Regions from separate parts of the Zea mays genome. Here region 1 is linked to region 2. The links are chromatin contacts, called in public Hi-C maps. All regions are on one chromosome and are shown on one strand. The core of a region is the stretch at or near the end of the contact, and the rest is flanking DNA. Distances in the headings are between cores, read along the strand shown. Region 1 holds the start of IDP755. Region 2 holds the start of LOC103631177 (protein FIZZY-RELATED 2).

The links. Hi-C and Micro-C count contacts between places; a contact is called where the count stands out from the background.
Region 1: a contact with region 2 is called in a Hi-C map of leaf, with 5 times the contacts expected there. The contact joins the promoter of IDP755 here to the promoter of LOC103631177 in region 2. A contact is called at or near these places in 2 of 25 Hi-C or Micro-C datasets (ear and leaf).

The regions. Positions count from the first base shown.
Region 1 is chr1:5,422,023-5,426,951 of Zm-B73-REFERENCE-NAM-5.0, forward strand. It overlaps IDP755, which reads left to right and starts at 1,919. Exons shown (of 11, transcript NM_001155709.2): 1 at 1,919-2,159; 2 at 3,134-3,218; 3 at 3,322-3,401; 4 at 3,528-3,552; 5 at 3,627-3,723; 6 at 3,802-3,868; 7 at 4,573-4,663. The coding sequence starts at 2,082.
Region 2 is chr1:5,061,791-5,067,173 of Zm-B73-REFERENCE-NAM-5.0, forward strand. LOC103631177 (protein FIZZY-RELATED 2) reads left to right here and starts at 2,525. Exons shown (of 10, transcript XM_008652154.4): 1 at 2,525-3,454; 2 at 3,675-3,797; 3 at 3,864-3,968; 4 at 4,840-5,019. The coding sequence starts at 2,825. LOC100284869 (RNA binding protein) reads left to right here. Exons shown (of 3, transcript NM_001157764.1): 3 at 1-161.

The DNA of each region.
Region 1 (4,929 bases), core at 669-3,168, 360 kb after region 2:
GTATGTTGTGTTGGGTAGATAAGTGTAAATATAGAGCTAACAACCAAGATTTGACCTCCACCTGTGCATAATTTTACCTTATTTTTGTATGAAGCGGGAAGGAAAAAGATGACACGCAAGACTGTGGAATCGTAGAAACTTGTGTTTTATATAATAGACAGAGATAGAGATAGGGACGGATCTGAAGAGGGGTTGGAGGGCTCCAGCCTCCTACATCCATAAAACTTCGTTGATATAGAAGTGGAGGGTCGAGAAAAAAGAGGAGGAGGAAGAAGAAAGAAAAATAAGCCTTCCACACTCTATTGGAGAAAGAGGTGAATGGTAGAGCACATGGGAGGAGGACGAAGAGAGAAAAATGAGGCTTCATATTGGCTTGTCTTGTCTTCCTTCCCCAATAGTCACTAGAAAATCAGCCCTCCTTTAGTTGATTCTTGGACACGCCATTAGATAGAGATGTTTTAAATTGATGAGGTGGAGACGTGTTGTAATTTTTATTTTTTATTTTCTGGAGATACATCCTTTACATGCATCCCTGCTTGCATGTGAAGAAGTCTGGAAAGCTTAGAACTAAGATGTTACAAATTACCATAATGAGATACTCCTGCTTTGGATACATCTTGCGTGCAGTGTGTGTCTAGTGCGTGGAAGTGCAGGGAGTGCACTTCCTATAGCCCGTTCCTCTTCTCATTTTTCTCCGTGTCGCATCGCATTGCAGAGTCCGGGACGGCTGAGGCGAGGTACGTGTCAACAGGGGGTCCTCCTCCTCCGCTTCCTCCCGGTGCTCTGCCGCCCCACTGTAGGCAGGTCGCCGATCCCACTAGCCGATGTCCACTCTTCCCTCATGGCGAGTCCACAAACCGGCGGGCTCGGGCTCCCTCGTCCGGACACCTGGTATGGATGGATGCCATGCCAGTGGTGGCGAGGCGACCGGGACGACCACAAAGAAAGCGAGTGCCTTGAGTAGTGCTTGTGCTTCATAGTGGAGGCGGCAACGCGAGGTTTGGCAAGGCAGACCCGACCGACCGGCCGCCGCAGTGGCGCTGCCTCCCCCGCCGCCGCCGCCTTTGCTCGGGCTCGCCGACACGTAGCTCGCCTTGCCTGCCGTGCAGGATAACAAATTGTATAGGCCCACGTAGCGCCTAATCCTATATGAAGATTGTAGACCCACCTTATCCCATGGCCAGATCGAAATATCGAGGGACGTTTTCATTGATTTACGCCACGTTCCTTCAACCATCCCCTTCCACGCGACATGACACACCACCACACTCCCATGAGCTCTTGCTCTCCCATTGGCGCCTCTGACGGATGGGGGACACGGACACAACCGCAATCACGAGTGTGAAGTGTGGAGGTCGCTGCTGAAGCCTTTGCGCGGCTACATGCTCCGGCTCCGCGCAGGCGGCAATCATCGGTGCCAACTTCTAGGGCAAGTGCCAGTATTGATGGACTCACGATTTTGCCGGTCACCGTGACTCCAGGCGCTCCACACGCAGATGCGACAATTCGCTAGTCAACACGAGTGCACAACGCAGACCATCCCCACTCCCCAGTATTCAACCTTCAACGCCAGAGATGTCGACGAAAAATTTTGGAACGGGTTTGGATACTCCATACTCATCCCCATGAAGCTATCCTTATCCCCATACACATTGGGAGGGAGAGCGGCGCGGGTGAGGGAGGTCACGGGGAGGACGTCGACGTTCAGCAAATCAGTACCCGATGGGAAGAGGATGCGTCGGCGTCCATCTCCAGCAGTCGCAGATGCACAGGAGGTCAGGAGGAAGCAGGCGCCGGGCGGCCGGGGTCAAAAAAAATGGGCCTAAGACGACCCATGGGGCTAAGCGTTAGAAAAGGCCCATCAATAGGCATATTCAGGCCCAGAAGGCCTACCTCGTTGGGCAGTTATGGGGGCCATCACCAACCCACCAAGCCCGAATATCGAGGCAAAATCCACGGCCTCAAAACGGCCTACCCGCATAGCTAGGGTTTCTTCTCTGCCCCCTCCGGCAACTCAGGAGAGAGCGCGGCTCCTACCCGGCGGCGGTGAAGCCGCGACGATCCAACGGAGCAGAGGCGCCATGGCTGCTCCCGAAGCGCCCGCATGCTACGTCGGGATCGCGCGGCAGTCCGCCGCCTTCCGCCTTATGAAACAAATGGTACGTGATCTGACCAGTAGCTATCGTCCTCGCGCATGTTTTTTTGTTGGTTGAAAAAACTGAGTGTTCTGTGACCTGGAAAATCTGATACGTGTATTAAGGTAGTCATGTTTGCCAGTTTCAACCGTCAATAGTTCTTTAGCACTTGCAGTTGTTTGAATGAATTTTCGAGACTAAAAAGGTGTTAATGCTAATTAGATAGAAACCGTAGCATTTTAGTCACGCGATGAGGCTTAATGTGAATCAAAATAATGGAGAGGCGTGAATTGTGCGGTAGCTGGTGTCTCTTGCGAGTGAACTTTGTTCTAATGCTTGGAATTGCTGGGCCAACAACAAACATGAACGAACGAACGAACTGTGGTTTATGCAAATTGCTTGCTTCTCCTAGTTTTGCTAAAAGCCCGTTTGTTTCCACCGGACTAAATTTTAGTTGGATATTTAGATGCTAGTTAGAAGTATTAAATATAGTCTAATTACCAGGGGGCGTAGCGTCCCGCACTGTGCGGGGTATGGGGAAGTGTATCTTTAAGCGCCAAGCCTTACCCGCATAATATGCATAGGCTGGAGATCAAACCCGGACCTTCCGCTTACAGACGGTAGGTTTTACCGCTGCACCAGACTCGCCCTTTGAATATAGTCTAATTACAAAACTAATTAAATAGACGAGGACTAAATGATAAGACGAGTCTATTAAGTCTAATTAGTCCATGATTCACTCATGTGATGCTACCGTAAATATTTGCTAATCATGAGTAAATTTGTCTTGTTTAGTCTTCAGTTGTGTAATTAGTTTTATAATTAGACTATATTTAATACTTGTAATAGTCATTCAAACATTCAATGTGGCCCGAACTAAACTTTAGTCTCTAGAACCAAACGGTGACTAACTCTATGTGTAATTATTTTCGGTATACTTAATCATTTACAATGATCAATACACTTACTCATCCTATATCATGGTAAATACATTTTAGGGATGGGAAGAAGGTGAAGGCCTTGGCAAAGACAAGCAAGGCATAAAGGGTCATGTTAGGGTGAAAAACAAGCAGGACACACTAGGTTCGCTCTCTCTTCTAGAATTCCTGGGTTTTAAAATTTACTGATTAGAGAACCTAAATTGCCACAACTGAATTTGCTGATGTTTTGACTGATTTGTATGCAGGTGTTGGTGTAGATAGCCCTCATAACAAATGGGTATACGATACCACCCAATTTGACAACATATTGAAGAAACTGAAAGTGGTACGACTACGACAGTAAAAAAGATTACCTTTCAGCTACAGCAATGAAGTTTTGATTTACAATGTCTACTAACTGTTATTATCTTTTTCTTGTGATTTTGTTCGTTGTTTTCCTCTGGAAAAGCAGCAATCAGCTAATCCTGTTCAAGAAGGTATACCTTGCACATTGGTTTTGTATCCTTTTTATTGTTCTTAATAATTATACCCATATTTTCCCCTTCTTCAGAGGTTGCAGCTGTAGAAAGTGATTCACCTGACATCACACCCAAGAAAGACAAATCAGCAAAACATGAAGTTACTAAAGTTACTCGACCTCAAGGAAGGTTGGTTTGGACCTAATTTTATTTCATTTCATGAACTAATTTTATTCTTTCCTGTAAACGATAACTTCTTTTTCTCAGATACAAGAAAAGAGAGAGGGGGAAAAGTGTGAACTCTTATTCAGCAACAGATCTTCAAGGCATACTCGTAAGGGATTTTCTTTTATCTGTGTTTGTTTCTTTTAAATAAACTGGCTATCATCAGCGAGCAATTGTTTCTTGCATTGAATATACAATGTGTGTCTGTTTGTGTACTAAGGGCCTGTTTGGATCCATGGTGCTAAAGTTTAGCACTACATTTTTAGCTAAACTTTAAACTACATTTTTAGCTAAACTTTAGGACTTGGAGATCCAAACAGGATTGCTAAAAGATGCTAAACGTGAAGTGATAAACTTTAGCACCCATTAGTAGTTTAGCTCCTCCAAGGTGTGCTTAAGTGAGCTAAAAGTGGGTCCAGGTAAGGAAAAGACATCTCTTACCCTCCTCGCTCCACTCTCTCTCCCACCCCACATTAATTAGGGGTATATATGTCTTTCTATATCTATATGCAGACGACTGGGGGCTTCTGTGGTTTGCTGGGTGGCAGTGGGTGATATTTTTTATTACCTTTTCAACCAAATAGTGCAAACTCATGGAGAAAGGCAACAATCGAACTTGCTGCTTGATACTCATTTTAGCCACTTGATATAATCAGTGCTTTAGCAAGTGTTTGCAAGGAACTTTTGGAGATGCTCTATTAGTGTTAGGTACTTGTCTGCTGGAAATCACTACATGCATTTGAATTACTTAAGCTTCAGTCCTTGTGTTGATTGGCCTTATTCAAACATCTAAAACAACCTGTCCTAGCACAGGTACGCAAAAATGAAGATAATTCCAAAGTGGATCAGAAACTTGAACCGACATGCTTGGATGAACCTGATCCCATCATCTGTTTGGATGCAGGTCAGTAGTTTGCTGTGTGTTTTTACTGCCTGTTTTTTCTCCTTCCTTCAATATCGCGTGAGCTTTTGGCCCATTAATCCCTTATTGATCTGAGTTGCTTTATGCTACCAGAATAGGATGTTTTTGGACTACATTGTAAGGTTTTAAATTGTCAAAAATAATGCTCTAAATTTGACAGTGTCTGCTCATTTCTCTATATGTAAGTGGGAGTTTTCTTTGTGCGTCAAGGACTTCCGTGCGCCCGCCGCCCGAAATATGCTCCTGCG
Region 2 (5,383 bases), core at 1,275-3,774:
CCATGACGCCAGTTCTTGGCACCAAACATATGGCAAAATGTAAACCCCTCTGTAACGAGTACCGAGTTGTCGTTAAGCCTGTATCCCAGCCCGTCTCATGGTTTTGTATCTTGAATGGATGTTTCCGTCAGGTGTCTCCTCTTGAAATGGTCAGGAGCACATGAAACTGTCTTAAGATCCTGCTGTTAGATCTCTGGATCTTAACCGTAACTCCTAAACCCTAGTGCATATCTCCTTGATTAGGGGAAATCGCCATAGGAAGGGAAGAATGCGGTGGTCTGTGACGGAGATAACCCCTAGTTTCCGGGCACGAGTAGATCAGATCTCGGCCACACGCTACTGAATAGTAGTACATCTCTGAGCCTATGGCAATGGAGTTAAATTTGGAGCACGTTGTGCTGGTCCATTTGGAAGGCCATGAATAAGGCGTGCTCCCAGCATATGATGGGACTGGGATCACCGATCAGGGTGGGGGTGGTCGGTGTTCCATTGAAACGCCGTTTGGATCTAGAGATGGCGAGCAGTGCAGAGCAGAGCAGGATCCATTCCTACCTGACCGGCTTGGCTTTCAGTTCAGTAGCTATAGGACCGCAAGAGAGCGCGATCTGGTCCAAAGCGGAGGCCTCAGCCCTGGCCTGACCTTGGCGGGTCGCCGCCGGCGACGTCCTATGTGTTAGCAGCTCTCGACAGTCTCATTGTCCTGTGCTCGGCTGCAGGCGGATGCCAACCTGCTGGGCATCATTGCGTTGGGCCGATCTGAGCAAGAGACAAAGGCGCGCGACGACGGCTCGGCACGTCATAATGCTGGAGTGCACGGCCGGCAACCCTTCGTTCGACGGAGTCCAGCACGAGCGGGTTCACTCGCGGTCATTGATGAGCGGTGTGGCCCGCGACAGAGCGAGCGACGCGCTGGCGCTGCGCTGCGCTGCGCTGGTTGCCGTCGCTGACCCATTCGGAAGGCCAGGCAGGACGAGGGACGGCCGGCCGGAACCGGGAGAACACACGCCACCAAGTCACTCGTGGTGGTGTGGTGTCTAGTGCTGCTGCGTATGTCTTTCGCTTGCATTGCATACACGAGACGAGAGAATAACGGGACGAGGCAGCAGAGGACAGACAGTGCTAGGCGGTGGATGTAAACCGCACATGCGGCACGCGATTGGGCCATCATTTTTCTTTTCCGGTGGCTCTAAACTCATGGATGTCCGGCAGCGACCACCGGCAGGCAGGGCTGTAGAGGTTCCTGACAAGGTCATGTGGGGAGGAGGAAGCGAGATGCCCGTGACTGACGTCTCATTTATGCCTCCCACACCACCACGCACACACACACACGCGGCCGGGACGACGATCCATTCACCCATGGATCGGAACTTGGTGGGTCTGCCTCGCCGCAGTACAACCCCATGTTCAGCTCTTCCTTGCGGAATCAAGTGAGATCTCCGCAACTTCCCCCCACCAAACACCAAGGCCACGCAGCGCCCGTCCCGATGCCCCGGCCCCGATCTGTCAGGCTGCGCTGCGCATGCAGTGCCTGCCTGTGCCCTGTGAAAACTGGAAACCCGGGGGGAATGTTGTGTCCCTTCCTTGCTGCAATGCAAGTGACGAGCCGTAAATGTAATAACAAGTGAGTCGCCCGTCGCCTTCGCCGTCTCCGTCGCTGTCTGCCGCCCCTCGGTGCCTCCGGAAGCTCTTGTCCGTCGTCCGTGCCGCCCGGCACGCGCTGTGGCGCCATTTGCACAGCGGCGCCCGCGTCGGGGCAGCTAGCTGGACGGGCCCGCGTCAGGTTCTCCCCATCCGCCGGCCCACGCGCCAACAGTCTTGGCAACTGGCGCCTTCCCTTGGGCCCTTGGCGCTAGCTGTGCCGTGCCGCTCAAGACTGACTGGGAGGAGTGCGTGGCGGGATCACGATTCACACCTCTTGGCTTGGGCAGCTGCGCCCCGACGATCAAGATCTGAAGCAAAGAGAAAGAGAAAGAGGGAAGGGTCAAGATCTGCGACCTACTAGCTGTACGCAATTATTATTATATATATGTACATTTGTTAGCGTTCGCGTTTCGTGATATGTTCCCCATCTGTGAAGATGCCATCATGCCGCGATGCTTGCTATGCAAACTTTCTTTTTTTCACCACTCGACTCGATCCTCTTTTTTTTTTTTATCTACTAGGGATGCAATGCAACCGTATATGGAGAGGCTAAACAACACAGAAAACTAAGGAAAGATAAAAAAAGTATTGGCGATCTACTACAAGAATATGAAGCCAGCCCTGCTCTCATAATATAAGATAAGATAAGATGCATTTAGCTTTTCTTCCTTGTTCGATTCGATGTGTTTGGAAAATGCAACAGCCAGCGATGCGACGAAGCGGCGACCGCTCGGTGTCAGTACCAGTGGCACCACTTGGTGCCGCGAGGAGAAGATCTGAGGCACGTGTAAGCCTGTGTGGACGCAAGCAGCAGCTATCATTAGGATCACCATTATAAAAACCCTATAAATTCTCCACCAACGAAACAACAAAAAAATGGAAGGGGGGCGATACACCATAAGGCAAACACAAAACAAAAGCAACAAAGCAGAGCAAAGATTGGATTGTTCCGGGAATAAACAAGAAAGGCAAGGGTGGATGGAGTAAAAAAAGCAACTAGTAGAAATAACTGCCCAATGCCGAGTTCCGAGGAGAGCGAGAGGTGGAGGAGGAGAGAGAGAAAAGCGCGGGGGCGCGAAGGCAAGCTGTAGTTACACACATCACCCACCCCGTCGCACTCGCACCGCAATCTCCCCGATCCCCAATTCCCCCATTATCCGCCGAGCCCCGCCCCGCCCCGCCAATGGACCACCACCTCACGCCGACGCCGCCGCCGCCGCCGCCGCCGATGGGGAACTCCGCGGCGGGGGCGTCCTCGAAGCCGCCGACGCCGGCGTCCACGCCCAACTCGCGCCTCGCCTCGGCGCCGTCCTCCCGCCACGCCGCCACGCCGCCGCACGCGTCGGCGGCGGCGTCCGCCCCGGCGCCGGCCTCGCGCACCGTCTACAGCGACCGCTTCATCCCCAGCCGCACCGGATCCAACCTCGCGCTCTTCGACCTCGCCCCCTCGCCCTCCTCCGCCGCCTCGTCCTCGCACTCGCACGACGCCGGCCCCGCGGCCTCGTCCGGATCTGCGCAGCCCGCCGCGTCGCCCTACTGCACGCTCCTCCGCGCCGCGCTCTTCGGCCCCGACACGCCCGACCGCGTCGCGTCCTCGGCCGCCGCGTGCTCCTCGTCGTCGTCCTCCTTCTCCCCGGGGCCCTCGCCTGTCGGCACCCCCGCCACCGGGAACATCTTCAGATTCAAGACGGAGGTGCGCCGGAACGCCAAGAGGGCGCTTTTTTCGGGAGACCAAGAGGAGGACGCGCTGTTCCCCGGCATTTTCACCACCAGGGGCGCGGGACCAAGGAAGGTGCCAAGGTCGCCGTACAAGGTCAGATGGGGAATTGGGTTTGGTGCTTTCTTGATTGGGCCTTCTCTGTTTCTTGACTTAGGTTTCTTGGGTTCTGGTTCTTGAGGTAGCCTCTGCTGCTTCTTGGGGGCGGCGTGAAAGATTTGGCATCTCGCCAATTGCATTCCGAAATGCTGAAAGAGACGTTTTTTTAACGAACATAATGCGAAATTTGTAGTTTCTTTCTGTTGCTTGCTTGTAGGTGCTGGATGCGCCCGCTTTGCAGGACGACTTCTACCTCAACCTCGTCGATTGGTCTTCACATAACGTCCTTGCTGTCGGGTTGGGCAATTGCGTTTACTTGTGGAATGCATGCAGCAGCAAGGTAAGCAACCGTGATCATCCTTAAGGTATATCGAGGTGGATTGCTAACATGTTTATACTTGTCTAGGTCACCAAGCTTTGTGATTTGGGGGTGGATGACAATGTTTGCTCTGTGGGGTGGGCGCAGCGCGGCACTCACCTAGCTGTAGGCACAAAGCAAGGAAAAGTTCAGGTTATGTCCCATTCTTACCTCGATCCATCAAGTACTGGATAATATTTAAGCCTCTTTTACTGCATTGTATCAAGAATTACAGCTGTATGCAGCACTTGGAATAAATTTGACAATTTTGCAAAGCCAGCTCAGTTGCAGTCAATGTACCATTTACTACCTATATTGATTGGTTTATGCCTTTATGGTAGTCTATCCTCTTCATCGTACTCAGTTGGCACAAAAACCTTCTGTGTAAAACCTTAATAGTTTTATACTACCTCCATTTTTTTAAATTGACGCTGAATAGTTCAATTTTCCACTAAGAAACGTCAAATACAAAAAATCGGAGGGAGTACTTTTTATGGAAAGTCTTGGGAATCGTAAATGCCAGCCATCTATACACTCAAACTCAAAGAATTAATTTTATCTGGTTTTGCTCTTGATTTAGAACCAGTTTTTTACCTCATAGGGAATTGTTTTACAAATTTATATAAAAAGTCAAATGATCATTCTGGTAGCCTTTGGTATTGTTAGAGCATCTCCAACAATGCCTTAAACTAGTGCCTCAAATTGAAATATAGGGCTCTACACAGGAAAAACCACTCCAACAGTGCCTCAGTTCAACAAATTTTGTCAAAAAACTATAGGGCACCCTCTCAAGTGCCTCAAATATACTACACCGTAGTGGGCTGCCCTATTATCTAGATTTGGGGCTTTACTGTTGGAGCGGGGTGTTTTGTTGGTGCCCTAAATTCTATAAAATTTACTTATTTTTAAATTATAAGTCATTTTTATAGGTCACGTTGTTGGAGATGCTCTTATGCAGAGTTTTTTTTTACTTTATGAGGGTTTGCAATTCTGATTATCATGTTACATTTTATCTTATATGTAGATCTGGGATGCAACTCGTTGTAAAAGAATAAGAACTATGGAAAGCCATCGCATGCGTGTAGGTGCTCTTGCATGGAGTTCTTCTTTGCTTTCTTCTGGAAGCCGTGACAAGAGCATCCTCCACCATGATATCCGTGCTCAAGAAGATTATGTTAGCAAGCTTACCGGGCATAAATCTGAGGTAATGTATCCATGTTTCCTTTTTTTTCTCGAAAACGCGCAGGAGAGCTGCGCCCCTTTATATATTAAGAAGATAGGAAAAAGGTCTAAAATAGACCAAACAACAGCAGGCCTCCTCACGGGGGCCAGAAAATAGCATACAAAAAAGAACTCATCTAACAACACACCACTCTAGGGAGCAGCTGCAGAAGCAGCCAGAGAACATAGGGCCTTCGCCCCAGCTGCCTCCCAACGAATTCTCTCCTTCTCTGCCCAAGCAAGGATATAGGTGAGGCAAGGAGACAATCCATCAAAGACACATTTGTTTCGATGAATCCAAATAGTCCAAGCACCCAGTATAATGAGGGAGTTAAGGCCTTTTCTGG